Regions from separate parts of the Rattus norvegicus genome. Here region 2 is linked to region 1. The links are chromatin contacts, called in public Hi-C maps. All regions are on one chromosome and are shown on one strand. Each heading gives the region's core, a stretch centred on a gene start, on an enhancer-like site or on the middle of the called end of the contact. The rest is flanking DNA. Distances are from core to core; before and after follow the strand shown. Region 1 overlaps Acss3 (acyl-CoA synthetase short-chain family member 3). Region 2 has its middle 66 kb from the start of Lin7a.

Region 1 (5,743 bases), core at 2,628-5,127:
GTGGGGAAGAAGTTGGACCCTCAAACTTCATCCTTTATTTGTAACTAAAATTCCAGTTCACTAATTAACCTAACAATATCTCTGGCTGTGTGGGAATCCACTGTCAAAACAATTCCTGGGATGCCCAGGGCTGTCTCTTTGTACATTTTTCCCAGGAAAGGTCAATCTGATCAAGTACAGTGTTTTCAAGTCAGCTATTTTGCTTGGTGTGTGTGTGTGTGTGTGTGTGTGTGTGTGTGTGTGTGTGTGTGTGTGTGTATGTATGTAAATGTAAATTCAACCTATTGAGTCTGTTTAATGTTGCTTGTATGTAAAATTATTAAAATGTACCTTCAAAGCATGAGTATGTTTCCTTCAGGACTTAGGATCTTGTAAATTCATTAAAGTGGCCTATAGAAAAGTGGCCATACTTGGAACAGTCATGATAGATATTTGCCGAGAGAGTTGTGTTTTAAGCAGTACTCCTGTCTCATGTCCTTAAAGTAAGTCCATTATCACCAGTTCTTTGGCTTCATGTGGAGGTAATGCATGGACAGAACTTTCACTGTCCTCCCCCTGAGGTTTTGATTGGTTTCTTGATCTCAGATGTTGTCACCATGCATTTTGATGCTTTTCTCCTAAATTGCTCACTTAAACCTATCATTGGCCATGGCAATGCCATTAGTAGAAAAACTAAGAAAGTCTCCCCTCTTCCTTTCTAGTGCCTATTGAGTGTGATATTAGATTCCAGGGACCTGTGTGATTGGTTCACAAATTATCCTTGTCTTTTAAAAACAGTCAGCAGTTCCCTAATCATTTCCCCAAGTGTCCCCATTAAAGATAGAAAAGTGAAGCAACTTAATGGTAATTGTTAAGAAGGACAATGTGGAAATTTTGGTATTTATATTTGGTTACAAGTTTTGTCTAACTAGTTACACAACCAAATTGAAAGAAGCATTCAATAAGCATCCTTTGACTAGATGACGTTAGCATCTTACAAACTAGGTTGCAGAGGCTTGGGGCATCATTGAACACTTGGTTGATGGTACCAACTCTAGTTAACCAAGTGAAATAGCCATTCTTCATTCATCCAGTCAAATAGACACTATGTAGCCCACCAAATCTTAATGTTGCTTACTCTGAGTGAGCATTCTGTTAGCTTGTTCTTCATAAGCACTCTGTTATCAAGACTTGCAACCAACTATAGAAACTACCTAAGAAAATCCAGCACAACATATGTCTGTATTTTCAACATATGGAGTTTAAAAATGTGAAGATTAAGATTATAAAAATGCAAAGCCGTTTGGAAGGTCTACAGACAGACAATGAATTCCTTTCTTAAAGAACTAATTTAGCATGTATTACTCTCTGCTCTGTGCATGGAAATACTTACAACCCAGGACCTCAGAGAAGGGATGCAGTCTTGAGTTCTATAACAATCAGGACCATGTGAGGTCACACATTGGATCTGTACCTAATGACTTTGTGTTTCTTGAGCAGTCTGAGCATTTTGCAAAGAAAGAAACTGCAGTTTCACGGTGGCTGCATAAAAGAATACAATCAACCAGCAACATCAACAAACAAAAACAACAACTAAACACTTGAATTTTAAAGGTGGCATATTCCTAATTTTTGTTGTGTTTTTTTCTATTTACTGGGTCTTTCTGACTTCTTATTCTACTTTGCCAGGTGCTGTGTGTGTGTGTGTGTGTGTGTGTGTGTGTGTGTCTATGTGTGTGTGTCTGTGTGTGTGTGTGTGTGTATCCATTAGATATTGGAGTTTCTTACATCCTTCAAACTTTTCTTCTTGCTACTTTGTTCCACAATGTGTCTAAAACCTCCATTGTCCTATTTTGGTGGGTCACATGTAAATGTAGACAGTCAGTTCATGAATCCTCTCAGATCCCTGTATACAACTCTTCCACTTGGGTATCATCAAGGCATCTGAAGGTCACATCTCCATGGTGATTTTTCCTAAGCCCACTATTTCTAACTAAAATCTTGAATCATCATCTACCCACCTTACACGGTTGTCCTTAATTTCTCTAGATTATTCACACCACAGATCCAAAATATTATCACATATTGACTATTCTTCTTAGTATGTGTTTGTATGTACTACCAGAGTTCAGTATATAAGACTCTCAGAGTATTACCCTGTCTAAACTGACACTCCCACAATAGTTATTCTCCATACTGAAATCATACTAAGTCTGTGATTCTCTAGATTTACTCTTTGCTATAAAAAGCCAGTCTGAAAATATATGCAGTATGGTTCTAGTTAAATGGATAATTATTGGATAAAGCAAAATGATCATTGTTATTAAGCGTTCAAGGATAGGGGTATGGATGGTCAGGCAAAGCAGTTGTATGGAAGCCAGGCAATTCTGTATGTTGTACAGTGGTGACACATCTCATAAATTGTTAGAACCTATAGATTCCAGGAAAGATGCACAAGTATGTGGACAAGAGTAATGGCAATGTCCAATATTAGTTCTTTTTAATAATAAATCTGCCGCTTTGGTACCGGTGTGTCAGGGAGATTGTGGATATGTGAGGGTACATTCTATTGTGAAGTTTCTACTTTCTGCTTAGTTCATTATAATTTTATGGCTACAGTAAAAAAATATGCTTAAAAAATTCACTGTGACCTTGTGATGCCTCTTCCTGAAGCTGCTTCATCCTTTCCCAGTGTGGCTAAAATAAAAGTTGAATTAAGTTCCCTAAACAGCTCCCGTTTAGTAGGTAGCGGCTTCTCATCTACAGCCACCATTGTCTTCCTCCGCTCTCAGCCTCACCCACTTCCTTCTCATCTGATTGGATGTTGCATTGTTTCGCTGAGATTTTCTTGTGCCCCCTCCTCCTTGTGAGGTAAACATCTACCCATATATTCTTACTGTCATCTCCTTTTCATGGCAAACCTCCTTTAAGTGCTAAAAAATCCCTCTCTAGGTGGAAGGACAACCCATTGAACAGAATACTGTGTTTATTCCTCAAAAATAAATTCACCCCTTCATCATGGGCATCCTCATTAAATAGGCGGCAATGAAATGAAGTCAAATGTACTCAAGGCTTCCCGTTAAAGGCCTGTAGGCTTTGTTTACATACTTGTTACAGCACGTTCTTTGATTTCATTAATAAGCAATTAAGAAGAAGCAACACTCTCTTCCTTTTCTGGGAAAGCTAAGTAATTTCTCTTTGTCACCGTCAGCCCTTAATAACAACCGTGACAATTCTAACTATTCACCTCAGAGGTAGTGATGCGAACCAGTCGGGAATTTCTGGACAGCAGCTCTGGATTTCATGATTCTTTTTCTTTCTTGATTTTTTATTGGATATTTTGTGTATTTACATTTCAAATGTTATCCCTTTTCCTGGTACCCCCTCTCCCATTCCTCCTCCCCCTGCTTCTATGAGGGTGCTCACCCACCCGCCCACTCCCTCCTACCTCCAAGCCGTGACATTTAACTACACTGAGGAATCAAGCCTTCACAGGACCAAGGGCTTCTTGTCTTGATGCCAGACAAGGCCATCCTCTGCTACAGATACAGCGGGAGCCACGGGTCCTTCCACGTGTACTCTTTGATTGGTGGTTTAGTTCCTGGGAGCTTTGAGTGGTCTAATTGGTTGATACTGTTGTTCTTATGGGTTTCTTATGTGTTAAGATTATAATCATACATGTCACCTAACGGCACGTCTCTTCTCACTACAGTCAGTCCTTTCACACGGCACTGTGACTGACTGCGCTGTGGTTGGCAAGGAAGACCCCTTGAAAGGTCATGTCCCATTAGCACTCTGCGTGTTGAAGAAAGGTGAGTCTCGTTTGTCATCCCTGACTGTTTGGCCCGGAATGAGTGGCATTAATTTGGTGCTTAACAGCTCGACTTTCTCCCTAGACGTAAATGCAACAGAAGAACAAGTTTTGGAAGAGATTGTGAAACATGTTAGGCAGAGCATTGGCCCGGTGGCTGCTTTTCGAAATGCAGTTTTCGTCAAACAGTTACCCAAAACCAGGTCTGGCAAAATTCCACGGTCTACCCTGTCTGCCCTGGTCAATGGCAAGCCTTATAAGGTAAATGAATCAGAATCTTTATTGCTGGAGTAATTTTCATGACGTCTTTGGCACCAGAAAAGCTTTATTAGGTTAAGATTTTAAATCCTGAATTCTATCTCCACCGAACCATTTTCCTAATCTGTAAGGAGAGCTTGAGAAGGAAGTGTTGGTTAAGATCACGTGCTTCATCCTAGGAGCTCTCGTGTGAACTTTGCTCTCGGCAATTTTGTAAATTTCAAACAGACTTGCAGAAATTCTTTCCTTTGAACTAAACGTGCAGGTCGCTTGATTTCAGTCACTAATGACCATCCATGATGAGAAAGTGAAGCATCTGAGAAGTATGAAATGTTTTAACATATGACATCTAATTGCTTTTTACTGTTATGTGAGGGAATCATTTTTTGAAACTCTGGACTGATTCAAACACATGTGTATTTCAGTGTCAAGGCATGCTATTGGCATGGTCACCTTTAATTTCATCAAGACTTTTATATAGTAATAACAACAACAACAACAACAATAATAATAATAATAATGTTCTAAGCAATTTTCAAAATAAATGAACAAAAACTCTGGAGAAATATGTAGAAATATCAACAGTTTTGCTAAACAAACTCTTTCCTTCACTATCCCTGAAGATGAATATTTAAGTATTTGGCTGGAAGTTCCCTATCTTGTGGGTGTTTTATAAAATTATTGGGGGTATATACTCTATATGCCTATAGTCCTAGCATTTGTGAGGTAAAGCAAGACTGGGTTTTCCTACCCTAGGCATTTGAAGCCAACCAGTACCCATGAGACTCTTTCTCAAAAAAATCAAAATGAAGTTAAAACAACAACAAAAATGGGCAGTAAAACAAAACATGTTATTATTATTATTATTATTATTATTATTATTATTATTATTCACAATGAAGTTCAAGGGAGGTTGCTCATCTGACACTGGCCATTTATTTTCAGGTAACCCCTACAATTGAGGACCCCAGCATTTTTGGTCACATCGAAGAAGTACTGAAGCAGGCTTTGTGATGTTTACTCTTTTGAATCCCTTCGTCTTAACTTTCTAGCTGGATCTAGGTCTTCTATTTTCTACAAGTAAATACTTGAAGAAAACATTTCTCATCAACTGAGCTATGAGCTGTAGTGTGTAGTTAGTCTGGTGGCCCCTGAAAGGCTGTACATTGTGTTTCGCGGAAACCTGTTTGCCCCCTTACCTCTTTTCTGTAACATGGATCATTCTACACTATCGCGTGTGTTAAGGAGCATGTTAAGGAGTATGGCTTTGCTAACTCGTGTGCTTCCCAAACACATTTTAGTGGAGAATATCTGTACTACAAATGCACTTTCTGGAGATAAAAATCAGCCACACGTTGATCAAAATCTAAACTGAAATCTAAGTCAGAATATAATTTACAATGCTATCGTAGAGACTCCAATGTTGTTTACTGTTCTAAAGATGACTGCCATGCTTCCAGGTAATTAGCAAGACAGGATAGGCTGCCTAGCAACACAGGACCCAGGGTCAAGCACCACTGCCTGGTTGCTTGTTACGGGGTAAGGGGAGGCATATATCTGGCAGAGAACCTAGCTATCCTTCCACCAAATATTTTGAGGAGATAAAGACTTCTGCAATCCCCTGTCATGGTTCACTCTGTGTATCTGGATGCTTTCATCTTTCTATGGAATCGAGGGATGCCCTTCACCTAGAAA
Region 2 (6,502 bases), core at 2,166-4,665, 280 kb before region 1:
AAAAGAATCTGTATATTTGGGTGTTAAATATATAGGTATTTTTCACACTTATATTTCAATTAAATGCATGCATTTCCTATCATCAACATTGTAAAAGTGTTATTTTCTTTTTCTCCAATAATTAATAAAAAATCATTTGGATATTTTCCTCTTTAATTTTTGCTATTTTAAAAGTGAAGGCAATTATGACAGGAAGAATGACTCCATTGATTTGTCATTCATGAGAAACAAATTTTAAAACATATATATATATATATATATATATATATATGTTTGGCTTTCCCATCTTCTAAGAATACTTCACAGAAGGCTCGATTATTTCTCTATTCTATAAGACTTTGGGTTCACTACTTTGATGATAATTTGATAATTTTTGGATCTGGTAGGGAATATCCTATTCTTCTTGGAATGACATCAGTTATGAAAAGGCAGGGGTGGGGATTCTATAACAAGTTAAATGGAGCTCTCTGAGCTCTTGGTGCTAAACTATGAACATCTTTTCTCTTCTCAGTTCCTTTATCTGTCAGCAGACTTGTCATTGAGCTAGCTAGAGGACAAATCACAGTGTAGAGCCCTGAGTACTGTACCTGTCCAAGGATACCATGGATCCTGAGACAAATGAGAGGTTAAACTCATCTCAGTGAGATTTACTGATCTTCCTAGGGATTCCACTACCTAGGAGCACAGTGGAAACAAACATAAGGGATTCCATCTGAGAAAATGAGCACACGATCCCATCTTCATACCGCTCTCTCAGTGCCTGCTGGTTTCTAAGCGAGGATAAAGCAGTGTTCTTATGAAGCTAGAAATTAAGTTTGCATCCTTAATGGCTCATGGTAATGAGCCCACAGCCAAAGAAAGGTCTTCCTAAACAGTTTGGGCGAATGGTTCTGATTATTAAGAGAAAATGAGGTTGCTGTTAGGCAATTGTAAGGGATATAAAATAAGGGGAAGATCTCTTGAAATTCTTTCCTTCCTCTTTTTTTGCACTGGGAGATGCTAATAGAAGACTACAGCATTTCCATGTAGATATAGTTCTAGGGTCTGGACACCAGACCTAGTAAAGGTCCCCAGCAGTGAAATTACCTGCTGAGCAGAAGGGAGGCAACACACAGCTTTCAGAGACAAGATTATTTAGTATCAATTGTTGCTGCCTAATCCACTTCAGGAATAACTGTAATACCCAGCTATAGCTTCATTTGTATATGCTAGCATATATAATTTTATATGCAGTAATTTGATAGGAAGCAACCTAATATCTTATGTGAAGGTTTGTGAAAACATGTTGTTCCTAAACCTCACCTTGATTTAAGTAGCTGATAGAATTTAGTTCCTTGTTTTTGTAGACAGACTCTCTATTTTAATAAGAAATAGTTTCAATAGGCTAGATTTGCGGGAGCTGTTTTATTACTGTGGATAGGTTCTGAACAGCCACAGTAGTGAATATGTTACACAGTATTTTCCAGAGAGTAATTAGCGTGTATCCTGGTTCCTTTCCTGGCTCCATTTATTTCACAGTGGCTGGAGCCCTAAGGAACACATAGTCTAGAATATCTGCCAGCCTCTCTCCAGTTTAGAATCTACCAAGCGGAGGCCAAAAGCTTTGAAAGGTCGAAGACAAGAAGAAACTGTTATTCTGTGTCCAGGAGTGAATCCATGTGGGTTTCAACAGATTGTGACTCTTTTGTAACCAAAAACCCGGGCAATTATTCTCTTGTTGTTTTGGTGATCAGAGAGAATGGAGAGAAGATTCCTCTGAGGCCGGAACAATACTAGACTTCTCACAGCAGCCAATGAAACGAAGGCAGAGTGAGTTCTGTGTTTGTCCCCTCATCTGCCAGCCCTACTCAAATAGCTCTTGGCTCAGTTAGTTTGTTTCTGTTTAAAATATCAAATGCACAGTTTCTTTCTGTCTTTCTTTTTCTTTCTTTATTTCTCTCTCTCTTTCTTTCTTTCTTTCTTTCTTTCTTTCTTTCTTTCTTTCTCTCTTTTTTTGGTAAAAAAATTCTTTCCTTTTAAAAATAATAGGTTTTACTTATCCTTTAAAAATTTCAGGTATGTATGCTGTGTGTCCTGATCATACCATGATGTGCACAGTGGTATGGTAGTAGCAGGAGTAGGATAACCAATTTGTTTCGTGCTTGGATTTGCAATCTGTTCCACAGGACAGAATTCATGCCTGGTAATGGAAGAGCTGTCAAAACCCATGGATATTGAGAAATTTAGCCCTTGGGCAGATTTAATTGCTGTTGCTTTGCTAAATAATTGTGTTCGTCAAAGTTTTTTCTAAATATATATTTATTTCCATAGTCTGGAGCTGCTTTTAACCTTGATCAGGGAAGCTTCTCATTGTAGTGGATACTGGTATACTTTTCTTCTTAAACTATATTTAAGATCACAATATTACTGCAAATAAGTCTGAAGATTGGAAATTTGGCAACAACACTAACTTTAGCTTTCTATTTTAAATAAAAATGGATAGAGCAGCTTTTAAAACAAAAATTGGTAAATTTGCTTTTTAAATAAAAATTGATAGATCAGCTCTTCACCCTGAAAAACTCCTTTATCCAGGCATTACAGGATAAGAAATGAGATAGCAGATTCATGAGAAATATCATCAAAATCCTATATTCTAGGTTGGGGAGATGACTCTGGCAGTAAAGTGCTTAAAGCATGAATATGAAGACCTGATTTCAACCCCCAGAAAGCACATAAAAAAGCCAGACATAGTGGCATACTCCTGTAACCTTTGTCGGGGGAGGTGGGAGAAGATGGATGATTCCTGGTGCCCAACAGTTAGCCAGCTGAAAGCAATGGGACATTCCTAAAGCACAAGCTGGGTGAATCATTGGGAACGAAATCAAAGGTTGACCTTTGACCTTTACATGATCATAGGACTGCATACACATAGGGTTGCACACGCTCGTGCACACGAACACACACACACACACACACACACACACACACACACACAAGAATGCACATACATACACGAACCTCTACTTTGTAACGTAATTGCATTGAATTAATACTTCTTAAGCATGTACACAGTACTACGCTGTTCTGGAAAATTCAAGTGTACTATAATTTAATTGAAGCCTTGTCACAACCCTTTGAAAAAGACACTGTCATAAATATTTGATCAAAGAGGACTAAGGACAGGAACTTGTGGACATCACGGAATTTGAAGGTGATGAAAACACATTTGTGTTCAGGCATTCTGAACAGGATGTCACTCATTTTTTAATTGTGGAAGACAGGTACCATGTCCACTCAAACAGTGCAACTGGGTTGAAGCTAAAAAGCATGGTAAAGGAGAATCTTCCAGAAAGGTACTTCAATTCCTCTCCCCGACCCTGTTTCGCTGAGAGATTTAACTCTTGCTCAATTCACTGATGGTCTTTGAAATAAACTAAAGGTCAGTCCAAAGAGATGCAATCAATAAAGTGGCCAGACAGCAGCTCTCTAAGTTAACATTCAACCCTCTCAACGAGAAGAAAATAACACATGAAAGAAAGGGTAGACATATTATAAGAGCTAGAGGAGCAAAGATTTTGCTAGGACATTGTGACTCCTAGTAGAATCAGTACTCCACCCATGACATCTCACAAACACCGCCTGAACATGAGTAGAGCAAGGATGGCAGCAGTCACTAATAGAAATGCTAGCATCGGAGGAGGAAAGCTCTGGAAGCCTCAACCCTACACCACAGGCAGCTAAGCAATGCTGAGAAGAGGAGAGCTAGTCTTCCCCTGGGAATAGCACACTGATTGGTTATCCCCTAAAACATACATACAACTAACATTGTACTGACTGAATATGTTACATTTAGGAGTGTGTGTGTTTGTGTGTGTGTGTGTGTGTGTAACAAGGAAATATGAATAGAAATATGAAAGACAATGAATATGGAAGTGAGTGGAGGAGGGGTATAAGAGAGGATTTACAGGGAGAATATGTATGGGGGGCAGATAATGTAATTATAATCTCAAAAATTAAAAAAATTAAATTGCTAAAGTGGATCACATAGGTATGTATAAGTTTTATGTAAATTGGAACATGAATACACAAACTTCCCTTGGACCTTTGTGAACACATTCCTCTCTTCCTCTACAGCACTGGCATTGGCTAAGTTGACAGCTAAGATTGATAGAGTGCGTATTGGCTAGGCACTGCACCAAACATTTCATGTATGTATTCTGTATATCTTATTTACACTTAAGTATTGATCCCATTTTACTGACTACAGGTTGAGGGTTAGGGACTTTATTTGTCCATTCAAAGGGACACAAAATGATACAATATAGTTTCCCTGCCCAGTTATTCTAAGCAGGGTACCTACTGGCTAGTTCATCCTCAGGATCTCATCATGGGATTGTAGTTTGCTCCTTTGGGAAAGGTCTAATTGCTTCAAGGCATTGAAGAAATTCAAATGTAAGGTTCTCTCTCTTCTCTCTATAAATACCTTTGTGAAAATAAACTCATACCCAGGACCTAAATTAAACTAAAGTGCCAAAGAAACGAGGACAGTACCCTAAAATAAAATATACTTTCAGCTCTGTGGATGGTAGTTTTATGGGAAACTTCTGGTTCTCAAAAACTCTGGATTTATTTCCTACAGAAATAAACCTTTATTCTCTTCATTTAATAGAAGATGGAATAACCCAGAGAATAAAACACTCTACACTTCTAAGGCAGAGTTTTGCATATGTCTTGGTGTTTGAAGCAACCTGAAGGCATTTTTTTCTCTTCATTATTGTCTTTCTCAGGTGACATGAATGCTTTCTTGACAGCATTGCCAGGTGAGGGGGTTCCTGGAAGGCTTTTCAACTTCACAACTTTGAGAGGGAAAGATTAATGAATGTCAGCAGATGGCCGTGTTGCATATTCCCTTGCGCTTCATTTTTGACCTTCATTACACGCACTAACTGGACTTCTGCCCTGTACCCACAGCTACCAGTCTTAGTTTGGTTAGGTTTTCATCATTAGCTACCCCTTAAAAACCTCACTGTTCCCTTCCAAGGCAGCTCTCCTCCAAGTGGCTCATTAGCCTCCTCCTCATTTTCTATCGCACTTTGTGGCACTTAGCACAGTCACTATACATTTATGAAACTCTTCATTTCATGGTAACCATCTTCTTCGGCCTGGGGATTGTGTTATATTATAGAGCTGGGAAGTTGGTTTAGTCATGATTCCTGGAAATTAACAATGGGAGATTACAGCCACATAGGAGAATGAAGGGACGGTGAAGCAGCATTTATATTTTTTTCCCAGGAGAATGGCATCTTTCTATTTCAGAATCTCGATGGATCAGGAGAATAAAAGTCATCAGGCTTAGAGCAAGAATATTTCTGGTCATGCAGGTATTTCAGTTAAGCACTGTCAAACAATGAAGGCATAAATCAAATTTACTTGGAATCATTTATTATGTACACACTAATTTTGAAGTAAATCATCCAGAACTTGAAGCTGTGCTCAGCTTTAAGGTGGCTTAACCAGTAAAGGCCCTTGTCACAGTCTGAGGATTTCTCTCTCTAGAACCCAGATGGTAGAGAGGATCATTTCTTTTTCTTTTTTTCCTTTTGTTGGCTTTTCTAATTTACATTTTAAATGTCATCCCTTCCTGGTTTTCCCTCTAGTAACCTGCTAACCCATCCCCCCACCCCCTTCTATAAGGGTACTCCCTCACCCATCCAGCCGCTCCCTTCCAATTCCCTGCCCTGGCATTCCCTTACACTGGGGCATCAAGCCTTGACAGGACCAAGGGCCTCTCTTCCCATTGATGCCCAAAAAGGCCATCCTCTGCTACATATGCGGATGGAGCCATAGGTCTATCCCTGTGTTCTCTTGGGATGGTGGTTTAGTCCCTGGGAACTCTGGGGAATTTGGGTGGTTAATATTGTTGTTCTTCTTATAGAGTTGCAAACCCCTTCAGCTACTTCAGACCTTTCTATAACTCCTGGGCTGGAGAGATGGCTCAGCTATTAAAGACTAGGCTTATAACCAAAAATATAAGAGAGGTTCATTTCTAAAAGTTGGACTTTCACTTTCCTATTTGCATTGTGATATGTGCACACACACATAATAAATTCACATAAAATTTGAGAGCCTCACCACATGTAAAAATGAGCTGGAAGCGATCCAAATGATAGTTACATAGCCAAACTTTGACCATAAATAGACAACGTTTTAAAATCACAATTACTAACTTCCAATTTGATATGAAAGATAGCAGTTTTTTCCCACATTAATTACCCTTTCCAGTAAGTAGAAGATATTACTATGTATTACAAGTTTGTATCAGCTTGGTTATAGACAGAACCTTCTGTTGCAAAGGAGAGAAGTGGAACCTGGCTTCTCTAGTACAGATGAAATTGGTAGAAGTATTCTAGAAACATGTGAAGCAACATTCCTGTGAACGGGCTTCCTTCGGGTCAATCAAAAGGCGTGCTCAGGTCCAAACTTACTAACTTACCAAACTGCAATCATCATACATCTCCCTGAC

Evidence for each region. Hi-C and Micro-C count contacts between places; a contact is called where the count stands out from the background.
Region 2: a contact with region 1 is called in a Hi-C map of liver, with 2.0 times the contacts expected there. The contact joins two enhancer-like sites. A contact is called at or near these places in 2 of 12 Hi-C or Micro-C datasets (kidney and liver).

Annotation. Positions count from the first base shown.
Region 1 is chr7:44,129,700-44,135,442 of GRCr8, reverse strand. Acss3 (acyl-CoA synthetase short-chain family member 3) reads left to right here. Exons shown (of 16, transcript NM_001414941.1): 14 at 3,692-3,791; 15 at 3,876-4,051; 16 at 4,994-5,743. The coding sequence ends at 5,062. Among named protein-coding and RNA genes, the nearest start is that of Acss3, 200 kb to the left of the region's middle. Within about 2 kb of position 3,877, at least 2 of the 93 cell types and tissues checked have an H3K27ac peak or open chromatin away from gene starts, as enhancers often do. A contact at or near this core is called in liver, where this site is marked.
Region 2 is chr7:44,404,489-44,410,990 of GRCr8, reverse strand. No RefSeq gene overlaps it. Among named protein-coding and RNA genes, the nearest start is that of Lin7a, 66 kb to the left of the region's middle. Within about 2 kb of position 3,415, at least 4 of the 93 cell types and tissues checked have an H3K27ac peak or open chromatin away from gene starts, as enhancers often do. A contact at or near this core is called in liver, where this site is marked.